Linked DNA regions of Gossypium hirsutum: region 1 is linked to region 2. A link is a contact called in public Hi-C data. All regions are on one chromosome and are shown on one strand. The core of a region is the stretch at or near the end of the contact, and the rest is flanking DNA. Distances in the headings are between cores, read along the strand shown. Region 1 has its middle 3.9 kb from the start of LOC107923960. Region 2 holds the start of LOC107924016 (CCR4-NOT transcription complex subunit 1).

Region 1 (5,629 bases), core at 72-2,571, 390 kb after region 2:
CTCCTGTTATGATAGAATTATTTTAACTCTACATCAAGTCAAGTGGCATGTATATAAGGTATATTTTGTGAAATTGAATGTGAAATAAAGGTTAATGTACTGATCGTTATATATATATGTATGTATTTACTCTTTCGTGATGCTTATCCAATGTTGGCATAGGCAATTAGTATGCTTGAAATGGAAATAATTGCACCAGTTAAATATGTTAACTCATGTTGGATAATTGGCGAACTTATAAAAGCGGACTATTTGAGTGAATAATAATAAATTAATAAGAACGTGCGGCGGATAGACTCGAACGATTATTTTTCTAACGGAATGCCTTAGCGCGTTTTGTTTAAAAGTTTTTGTAAAGAATTATAAAATATTGAGACTAACCATGGTCTAAACAACATTATTAGTAAACCTGGATTAGTCTCATATATGTTTATACCTCTAATATATATGTATGATTAAATAAGAATTTTGATGACTTTAAAATAGATTTCTTTGATGACCTTGCATATGAATGTCTCTATTTTTCCGTAGCACTCCGTAACTCGAGTTCGGCGATCGGGCCAGGTGAGGGGTGTTACACTACCCTAATAAATCATATTTGGTTCTTATTAAGCAAATTAAAAAAATTGTATTACATTCCTATTAAATGATTCAAATAAGACTACCCCTATCAAATTACGTTTTAAACAATTAGCGATTTGCATTCTCGTTTTCATTCCTCGTACTGGACCGATTCACATTTTAGGTAACATAGGATTCCTATCTCCTTGCAAATCAGTGACGTGACAATATAAGGTGGCTTGGTAATCAATAGACGTCCCATTACAATTGAAGGCCTCTAGTTACTTCCGTCGAAGGTAGCTCATGGCAAAGGTGTGCTCAATGATGTGATGCTCATAGGTGACATGTGGAGGTATTACGAAAGTGGAATAACCAAAGTTTTTAAAAGCGATTAAACTGAATAAAAAAATAAAAATATTTAAAGAAATAGAGAAAAATGAATTGATTAACAATTCAATTAATCTAATATTTATTTTAAATTGATAACTTAATTAATTCTCATTCCAATTAATTTAAGTAGACAAAATCCGAGTAGAGGAATTTCAAGTTTCCCAATTGCAAAAATAGATAAAGCAATTAGGTAAATGGATAACGTCGAATCTTCGAACCAAACTTTCTATGTTGCAAGTCAAAGAAAACATCTTAAGCGCGTGAAGATGACTAAGTAAAGCATGAAATCCTGGAAAAGGGTATCCAATGATTGTAGACAAGTGGATGTCTGGCCGTGGAGAGGCAAAGTAACACCCCACGCGTGCAATTATGGGACCATGTGTTAACACGTGGCAGTGTACCCACATGATGCGTGCACGTGAACTACCACACCTCTCCCACGTGACCTCCACTCCAAAAGTCAAAGCCGATATATGCTATAAACAATCAATAATATTTCGCACTCAATGAAAAAAGTATGGTCCAAGTAGTATATCCACCATTAAAGATATATATATATATCTAGCAGTGCTTTATAAGAATATATATTTAAAAAATTTTTAAAAATATGTTGAGTTTTAGATTTTTTTTTAAATTTTAAAAAAAAATCTTATATTAATATCAAATGACGAGTTTATTATGTATGTGACATGTGTCATACTTTAAATTTTAAAAATAATAATAATATTGATCGAGATTATTACATGTCAATTTTAACATATTATAATCTATTTCTTTTTTAAAGTTACAATGTATCACATATACAATAAATCTGTCATATGACATGATAAAATCATTTTTTGAAGAAAGAAAAGTTTTATTTTAAATAATCTAAAAAAACCACTATATTTTTTCAAATAATTTTTTATAATAAAATACAATTATAACACCATAACAACCCTTTTCTTTTAATTGTATACAAAAAGAAAGATGTCAGCCATTCTTATGATTATCTAAACCATTAAGTGGTATTATATATATAGGGGTGTGTGTGTGTGTTTTCCTTGAGACAAAGATTTGATTCAACCATATGCAAGCAAGATGAAGGATAGTGTTATAATAATTAGGGTTTAGTTGAATGATTAGTGGGAGGGATCTTATTGTCGGTGGATGGATAAGAATCAAGGGATGGGATTCCAAAAGGAAACCATGCCTTGTGATGTGATGACAAACCAAAACATGGTAGATTTTTACGAGATTTGGTAGGTAGAATGTACAAATATTTACATGAATATATAGATGTTGAGTGATCTAGTTTAACATGATAATTTAGTTAATTTTATTCTATATATGAGTCTTTAGTATTGTAGAAAGATTAAATTTTTAGGGTTTGTAGTTGTTTCTCTTAATAATATTATTTTTAAGACTTAAATTAAAGTTCTTTTTTTTAAAATGCAATGTGTCTTATAACTACACCCAATATTTATTGTTATTTCTATGTTGCATCTAATAAAAAGGTCTATATATTATAGGAAAGGGATCCACTTATGTAAAACTAAAGTAATTTTACGTAATTTCGTATATTTTTGTACAATTAATATTTTAACAATCTAACCATCATATTTTATATTCCATTTATATAGATCATGTATGTCAAATTTGATGTAACTTAAAATTTTCTTTGCCACTATCAAAAAATTAATGTATGCATTATTGTAGATCGTTATGATAGAGATAATGGATCGATTTAAAAATTTACATGCATAACAAATATAATTATATTGATAAATTCAATGATTGAATCGTTAAAATATTAATCGTCCAAAAATATATGAAAGAATATAAAACTACTTTGATGTAAGTGGAATCTCTTCTTTATGTTATATGTAGCCATAGCTGTCCAAAACTTTAATCAACAACCAACGAGCCAAGTTTATATTTCATCACACATCGAATAGCATTTTTTTAATTTAAATTTATATTTGATACGTTGACGATTTATATATAATTTTATACCATATCAATAAACTAATAACTATACATTACAAAAAATTAAAATCTTCTATAAGAGTAAATTTGTTTGGATTCATAGGCCCCATGATAGTGGCAAAGAAAAGATATAGTGCCACCAATTTTATTCGCTTAACGTATCTTTTGATTTGGTCCATTTGTTTCATTTAGAGTACGTATATGGATGGGAAAGCATGGATTTAAAGCTGTGAACTTATATATATATATATATATTCAAGAATTTATTAAAGTGGTGTCACTCTTAATTTGATTGGTCAACATATATATATTTAAGAATTTATTAAGGTAGTGTCACTCTTAATTTGATTGGTCATCAACTCAATTTTGAAACTATCTTTAAATATTATTATGATACTTTTATTTTTTTTTCATATTTTTATACTATCTTTAAATAAAACAATTACAAATTATAAATCTAAAAGATAAAACATGTGTTCAATATATAGTATTAAAATACATATTGTCGATCACCTATCTAAAATGACTTTTGGTTGAAAGGAAGACCTGCAAGTTTTTGTTGTGTTTTTGCTCAAAATAATCCTATGTAACTAAGTGTTATTTTCTTTTTATCACAAAAAAAAACCCACAAATTCATTACCACTCTACCTATATTCACTATAAATAAATTTGTTAAAACTAACGTCAATAATGGCAATATAGAACAATCACAAAACAAAAGAAAAGAAAAGAAAATTAAAGCAAATAAATTTTACGTGGAAATCCTTTCGAGAAAAAATTATGGGTAGAGAAGGAGAAATTCACTAATGTTGAGAACTGAATGATACAAGAGGATTTTTGACTAAATCAATGTCAAATAGACTAAAAGTAGTTCTATACGGATTCTACTTGTGCCACATGGTCCCTACCCTAGTTTTTAACAGGAATTTGGATCACATCATTCTAACAAAATTTAATAAAAAAATATTTTTAACTTAAAATATTTTTTTCGTATCATATATCTGACAAAATCTAATGTATGCCATCGAAGAAAAAAGTATTTCCTAAACCCTAAGTGCATAAAGGTTAAAAGGAAAAATATTTTATCATACCACACAACGATCCACAATTATAGGGTCCATTTCCCTTCTATATAAAACATATTATTTTTTGAATAATTTTATTATAACTTCTGGTTATATCTATTTTTTTTTCACATAATGCTTAAAACTAATTATATTCTCTCCCTAACTCATAAATATGAGAATAATGTGGTTCAATGCACTCAAACACACGTCTTCCTATACTGATAACAATATCCATAGCAATTGAGTTAAGATTTAACCGATATAAGCATATTATTTAACTGCATGTAATAAATAATTGGGGACGATATACAAGTTAGGCCAAAAGATGTAAATATTATTCAAGGTGTATGTACTTGTACACCCAATTTGGCCACGCATGGCTTAGCAAATTAATTCTGCTAGGTTAGAATTAATTAAAGTTTGGGTGTTTCCTCTTTTTACGGCATTTTTGTAAGGCCTTAAAGCCTTTTTTTGCAAAGTTGGGTATACGGTACTTGAAAATTTAATTTTTAAAATATTTAACTTAATTATAGATTTTGAATGTAATAAATTTAATATCAAATTTATCATTTATCAAGTTGATTTTTATTTTTATTTATTAAATTTGTGCTTCAATCTTTAAAAAAGTTAATTTTTTTAACGATATTAGCATGACAATTTTTTTTAACGATATTAGCATGACAACTTATATGTATTTTATATTGACATGACATTATTTATCATATATATCACACCAGTAAATAATTTAAAATTTATAAAAATATTTTTTTAAAAAATAAAAAAATCAAAATTAAAAGAAAAATTATAAAAATTCAAAAAACTAGCACAAAGTACACGTGGATTTCTATACAAGCTACCTATTTAAAAATTTAACGTTTTAGTCCGTACTTTCATTTATATATTTTTTTTTAAAAATTAAAAATAAAATTTAACTAAAAAATAAGTCTAATTTTTAATATATAAACGTTGAGAGTTAAACTCGACATTTTTAATATGAATTATTCGATAGAAATCTACAATATTATTATTCGTGAAGCAATAAAATGAGATTGACTCTCGGATCGTTTTTTATCAAAAAAAACATTGAGAGTTAAACTCGGCATTTTTTATTAATGTAATAATAGTGATAATAAAATCGAGTTTATATCAACAAAGGTTGAATTGAGCTACAATGTAACGTTTATTTTGAAGTAATTAAGCTTAATTTTGAAGGTTGAGTTTTTTTTTTAGCAATAAAGTCCAAAAAATGAAAACATTATAATAAGTGGAATTTAATTGCATTAATTAATGGGATATTAATGATTATTTATTTTAGGCTAAATTGTATCTGCATGGCTGGCTTTGCAGGGTAACTCCCATGCAGTTTTTTCTTTTTCTTTTTTGGTCCTTAAAAAAACGTAAATGCTTGTAGCCTAATCCTTCAAACACAAACAAAATCTCCTTCACATTATAATAAAAACCCCATTGTGCCCAGTGCCGAAGTCATTCCCCACGCGCCTCCTTTCACTCGCCTTTCATACAACATGTGGGACCCACAAGCACTCATTTGCCTCGTGATTTGATGTTGGCTTGTTGGTTAAAGGCCATGCATGGGCCCAACAATGGGAGGCTTATGGTCCTACAAAGGGGAAAGATAGAAAAGT
Region 2 (5,282 bases), core at 160-2,659:
AGCACTGGACCACTGGAGGAACATAACCATATTCTGAATTTGCATGGAAGAATCAGGACAGGCAGGATTAGACTGCAATTCCTCAATCTGAGCCATACAAAAATTCTTACCTAGAAAGGTGCAAAAGCTTCAATTTCATCATTCTGATCAACCATGTCAAAAAAAGAAAACAAAAATAAATCAAGAGTACATCCATTTAAGAAAACAACGCAACTTACTACACATTCTTGTCTCTGGATTTTCAGAATCAGATAAAGCAAGACCAACAGCAATTTTTTCAGACAGAGATAACTCCAGTGTTTTTGAGAAATTCTCCAGGAAATTCTCGCTGATATCCATACTTCTTAGGGACTGACAGAAGACAGTACAAAAGTTTGGCTTGTCCATAGCATGTCTAAAAATTGAGGCTACAACTTGTTCAGATTGCAAATTCTTTGAATCTGTTTTGTGAGAACTCAAGCAATCCAAACAGGTTTGCAGCACCAGAGTGTTTCCTTCGATTCCATATTCAATGAACTATCAAGAATCAACAGGCCAAATGTTATCCAGAATATTGCATTAAATAGAAAAGAATCACATAACAGCCCCCATTTCAACCAGCTAGATATCACTTTTCACACCCCACCATAAGAGCATATAGCTCTTCGTAAATTCACACTTCATTTCTAGATAAGCTGCGCAACTAGAAACTAGCTAACATGACTTGCTAGCCTAAGAGTACATCTTCTAGCTCATAAACTTTTAAATCTAAATTTACTTGTGAAACTCCGAATCAATTTACAAAATTATTAGCTACAAATTATATTGGCAACAGTCTAGGGATTTTTCTTCAAGAAAATCAACAGAAATCCTAACATCCAATACATTTCAGTAATACATATATATATGGATTCTTATGGCTCAAACAGCACCAAGCTAACTAATTGAGTAAAAAAAAGAGTTACAACGTGATCAAGCGAATTCTAGGGTTTTCTTTAAGTAACTCAATCTAATTCTATTAAATAAATACATTAAATCTAACGTCAAGTTTTGCATAATTCTAGGGTTTTCTTTAAGTGACCATACGAATCAATACAAATGTAACCTAAAAAACCATCGAATTGGCATTCGTAAGGAAAATTAGATAGCGAAAGACCAAAAATAAAAAACCTGGCAGAGTTCTCGAAAAACAGAATCAGCGTTGGCTTCGGTCAAGGACTGCAGCAAGAACCGAACGTGGCTTGAGAGTGTGGAGGAAAGCTCGAGCATGGTGAGTGAAGATAGATCGCGAGTGTTTTTCGATGGTAAAAGCTAGTGAGAAGATAAAAGGGGAATGGATTAGGGAAATGATAGGCTTTGAAGATTGGGGATATTGAGAGAACCGTCGAGAAAAAAAAAGGTGAGCGCTGAACTTCTGAGAGAGTGTGTGTGTGTACGAAGAGTACAAATGATTTTGTGCAAAGTGACATGCGGGTCACGATTCTACAAGAAACTTTAAGAAACTAACAAATTTAGTCCCTGAACTTTGTTAACGTTTCTCGATTGGATCTATGTACTTTTTTTTTGGACATATTCTCCTTGAACGTAGAAACCTTTTTCACTTTGGTCCTATCCCGATGTTCAATGTGAGTATGCACCAGCATAAGTCCAATTGTGAGGATTAAGGCCTATCCTGCATTACTTAAAAAAAGTACATCTTATTTCAAAAGTATTTTTAAAAAATGAGTTGTGCTAAATAAGTTATTTTTTGTTAAAATTTTTAGTTTTTTCTCTTCTAAAAGTATTTTTAGTGTTTAATTACTTTTTCACCCCTCAAATAACATAATACTTTTCCTTTTTTTTGTGCTTAATTACAAATGTGTTAAAATCATTAATTAAAAATAAAAAATATTTTTTAAAATACTAATTACAAATATTTAATGGTTATATTTAAATATTTAAAATATAGTTTATATATTCTAAATAAATTTTATAAATAATTAATATTTATTGCTTAAAAATTTTAAAATTTATATTTCATATATTAAAATATTAACAAGTTATAATATTTTTTATATTTTTACTAGAATATAATAATATTAACTAATTTAAATATTATTTAAATGCATATTTGTTACTTGATAATAATATGTCTAAAATGGACATTTTATTTCTCAAAAAATACTTTTTGATAGCAATGCTAAACACTCAATTTTAAAATCAAACTTTTCAAAAACACTTCTCAAAAGTACCTTTTCATAGCACTTTTCAAAAACATTGCCCAACTAACCTTAAGGGGATCCTAAGTCCCAATCAAAGCAACTCACAAGTAAAGCGATGGCCTCAAATATACTAAGCGAATTAAACTGCTACATGATACTTTGTTATTACGCTACTTCATTGTATACTTTATTTTTAAAATTATATACAAAATCTAAAAATTACAAAGTAATTATAAAAAAGCAAATGATTTTTAAAAAATAAGGTGATTATGTGCACAATATCTGAGTACCACATTATCGTACATTGTCAAAATTCAAGTTTAAAGATTAAATTGAAAAAAACTATCAAATTCTAACACTAATGCTAACCAAAAAAATTTTGTAGACCATTATAAAAAAATTACTAAATTTAAGGACTAAATATTACTTTCTATGAAGCAATGAAGCTTTTTAAAATGTTAGATGAAGCAATAAAGTAACATTTAGCCGCTCAACTAAACATTTTTTACTCATTGGTCCTTAAACTATTTTTCATCCATATTAGTCTTAGAATTTTGCAGTTTTTTTTTTCAATTTGATCCACAAATTTGAATTCTATTAAAATATGATGACGTTGTACTATGAAATTGTGACACATCATCACTTGAAATTATTTTTTAAAATTCTTTACAATTTTTTTGGTATTTTTTAGATTTCATTTAAATTTCTTAAAAGTTTTATGTTAAGACTTAGCATAATCTCATAATATCACGATATCACACTTTAACGAACTACAAACTCACAGGTTAAATTGAGAAAAATTACCAGAATCAAAGATCAAATGTTGCAATGAAGTAATGAAGCAAGCAGTGAGTGGGCTTTTAGTCAAGCCTGCTGCGCCCAAAACACTATCTTCCCAATAGCTTTAGGGTCCGTCTTTGATTGCCATGAATGTGCGGCTTAGGCCCATTTCTCCTGCTTCTGCCTTCGGCCTTGGGCAGTGCCCATTGAGATTTTCACACTAGGGATCCTCATTTTGATAGCAAAACTTGTACTATAGATTTTGAATTGATTTATTCCGAAATTAGAAGAAAAAGATTTTAAAAAGGATGTGAAGTGGGACAAGATAGAATATTTTTTTGAATAATAGATATAAAGTAGATATGATAATTTATAGACAATTTTGGTAGGTTATAATAATAATTAATGTGCATGAATTTACAAAGCGCATAATTAGAATCTGGGTCGGACCCAAGCTTTCGTTCAATTAAATCTAGTGAGTCCCATAGTTATCTATTGTGATTCACACCATCACATGTAATGGCAGGTGGATGGGGGACCTTATGTGCATTGAAATATATTTTTCATATTGAAACATTGGTGATTAAGATAGGACCACCAAAAGAAGCAAGCTTATAATTATTGCAAAATGGTACATCAAGGTGGCTCTCTCCAGGGTCCATAATAATGGTGTTTTGGGGTCTAGTTATGTATCCCCAAAGTGTATGGAATAAAACCCCCCGAAATTACAGTAGGCAATGCAATGCAATGCAATAGGGTGTGTGAAAAGGAGGGGGGAAATGGCATACTAGAAGGGGATTTTATGTGGGGTTGCCTTGCTTTTCAGCCTTGTGATATTGGAGCCCAATAGATGTGATGTTCGACTTTGACATTAATGCATATCCACCCTTGGTTTTCATTTTCACAAGTTTTGTTGTCTAATTATGTTAAGTGGGCTTCCGATCCATTCTACTTTAAAACGCGACTTCTTTTTATTTATATATATTTTGCTTGGATAGACAGATAAAACTAGAAGTTTATTTTTGGGGTGCCAGAGATTAATTTTGCTTGGATAGACAGAGATAAAAGTAGAAGTTTATTTTCGGTTCAAATTAAATTATAAAATTTGAAAGAGATCAAAGTACAATTTCATCATTATATATATTTGTTATTTTAGAATTTAAAGGAATTAAACTGGAAATTTTTTATCTTTGGGGCCAAAGTGTATTTTTTTATTAAATTAATTTATAATTTTAAAATCTTCAAAGGACTAAAATAATAATTTATCCTTTGAGAGGCTAGGGTGTTGCATGCCCCTTTTGGCGTCGTCTTTATGGACCAGGGTGGTATTCAAATAAAACTCTCACCTATTTTTAAAATGCAACTTCCTTCTCCACAACATAGTAAGATATAAACTTGGATACAATTTAGGTGCAAGCTTTCTAATTTAGGGTTACTTGCATCATACGTTTGTAAAATTATGGTTTAGATTCTAAATTGGTTTCCAAACTCTGAGACTTAATTTGGATGTCAAATGTTTGCTCAAATTTGGCTTACTACCTGAATAATTTGGATCAGATTAGTCCTATTATTCAACTTGGAACCCTAATAAGTTGCATAGGGATGGGATCACATTAGTATTTCTATTATTAACTAGATCAATTTAGTTCATATACTATTAAAAATAATAAAATAAGTCCAAATTATAATAAAGTTAACATTTTCTATACAAAAATGTCTTAAAAAGTTATTTTTTTAGTAGGAGTTCAATTCCAAACAAAAGATTTCATTTATATAATCATAAAAACTTTAAAAAAATTAACTCTACTAAGCAGCAAATGATATTTTTTTAAAAAATAAATGTTACTTCTATTTCAATTTGATCTTATTTGATTCTTTTAATAGTACACAGATTTCTATTTCAATTTGATCTTATTTGATTCTTTTAATAGTACACAGATTAATTTGATCAGGTCCTTATTATAGTGGGACGTCTAAAGCACAATGACCTTGAATTGGCCTTGTATTACATAAAATCGAATGCCGTAAATTTGATTGAAATGGCATTTGAAAAATAGGTGATAAATTACATATCGAAACAGCCAAAAAAATTTCAATTTCATCCCTCATATACTTCACATTGCATTATAAAATATAAATAGTTGAGTTTTGTACTTTATTCATATGCTTTAACTTTTGTCCACACACACATTGCATGAAGATGACATTTTACCCAATTCATTTGTTCATATATATAATGTATAGTTGATTTCAACCTTTTTTCCTATATTAATTCATATCATTAATTTTTCTTCATGTAAACACAATTAAGGGTCCTTGAAT

What was found. Hi-C and Micro-C count contacts between places; a contact is called where the count stands out from the background.
Region 1: a Hi-C map of leaf shows a contact between it and region 2, with 2.7 times the contacts expected there. The contact joins the enhancer-like site here to the promoter of LOC107924016 in region 2. A contact is called at or near these places in 2 of 34 Hi-C or Micro-C datasets (both in leaf).

The regions. Positions count from the first base shown.
Region 1 is chrA12:77,396,675-77,402,303 of Gossypium_hirsutum_v2.1, forward strand. No RefSeq gene overlaps it. Among protein-coding and RNA genes, the nearest start is that of LOC107923960, 3.9 kb to the right of the region's middle. Within about 2 kb of position 1,322, at least 3 of the 9 cell types and tissues checked have an H3K27ac peak or open chromatin away from gene starts, as enhancers often do. A contact at or near this core is called in leaf, where this site is marked.
Region 2 is chrA12:77,006,843-77,012,124 of Gossypium_hirsutum_v2.1, forward strand. It overlaps LOC107924016 (CCR4-NOT transcription complex subunit 1), which reads right to left and starts at 1,410. Exons shown (of 51, transcript XM_041082731.1): 1 at 1,150-1,410; 2 at 219-516; 3 at 1-110. The coding sequence starts at 1,248.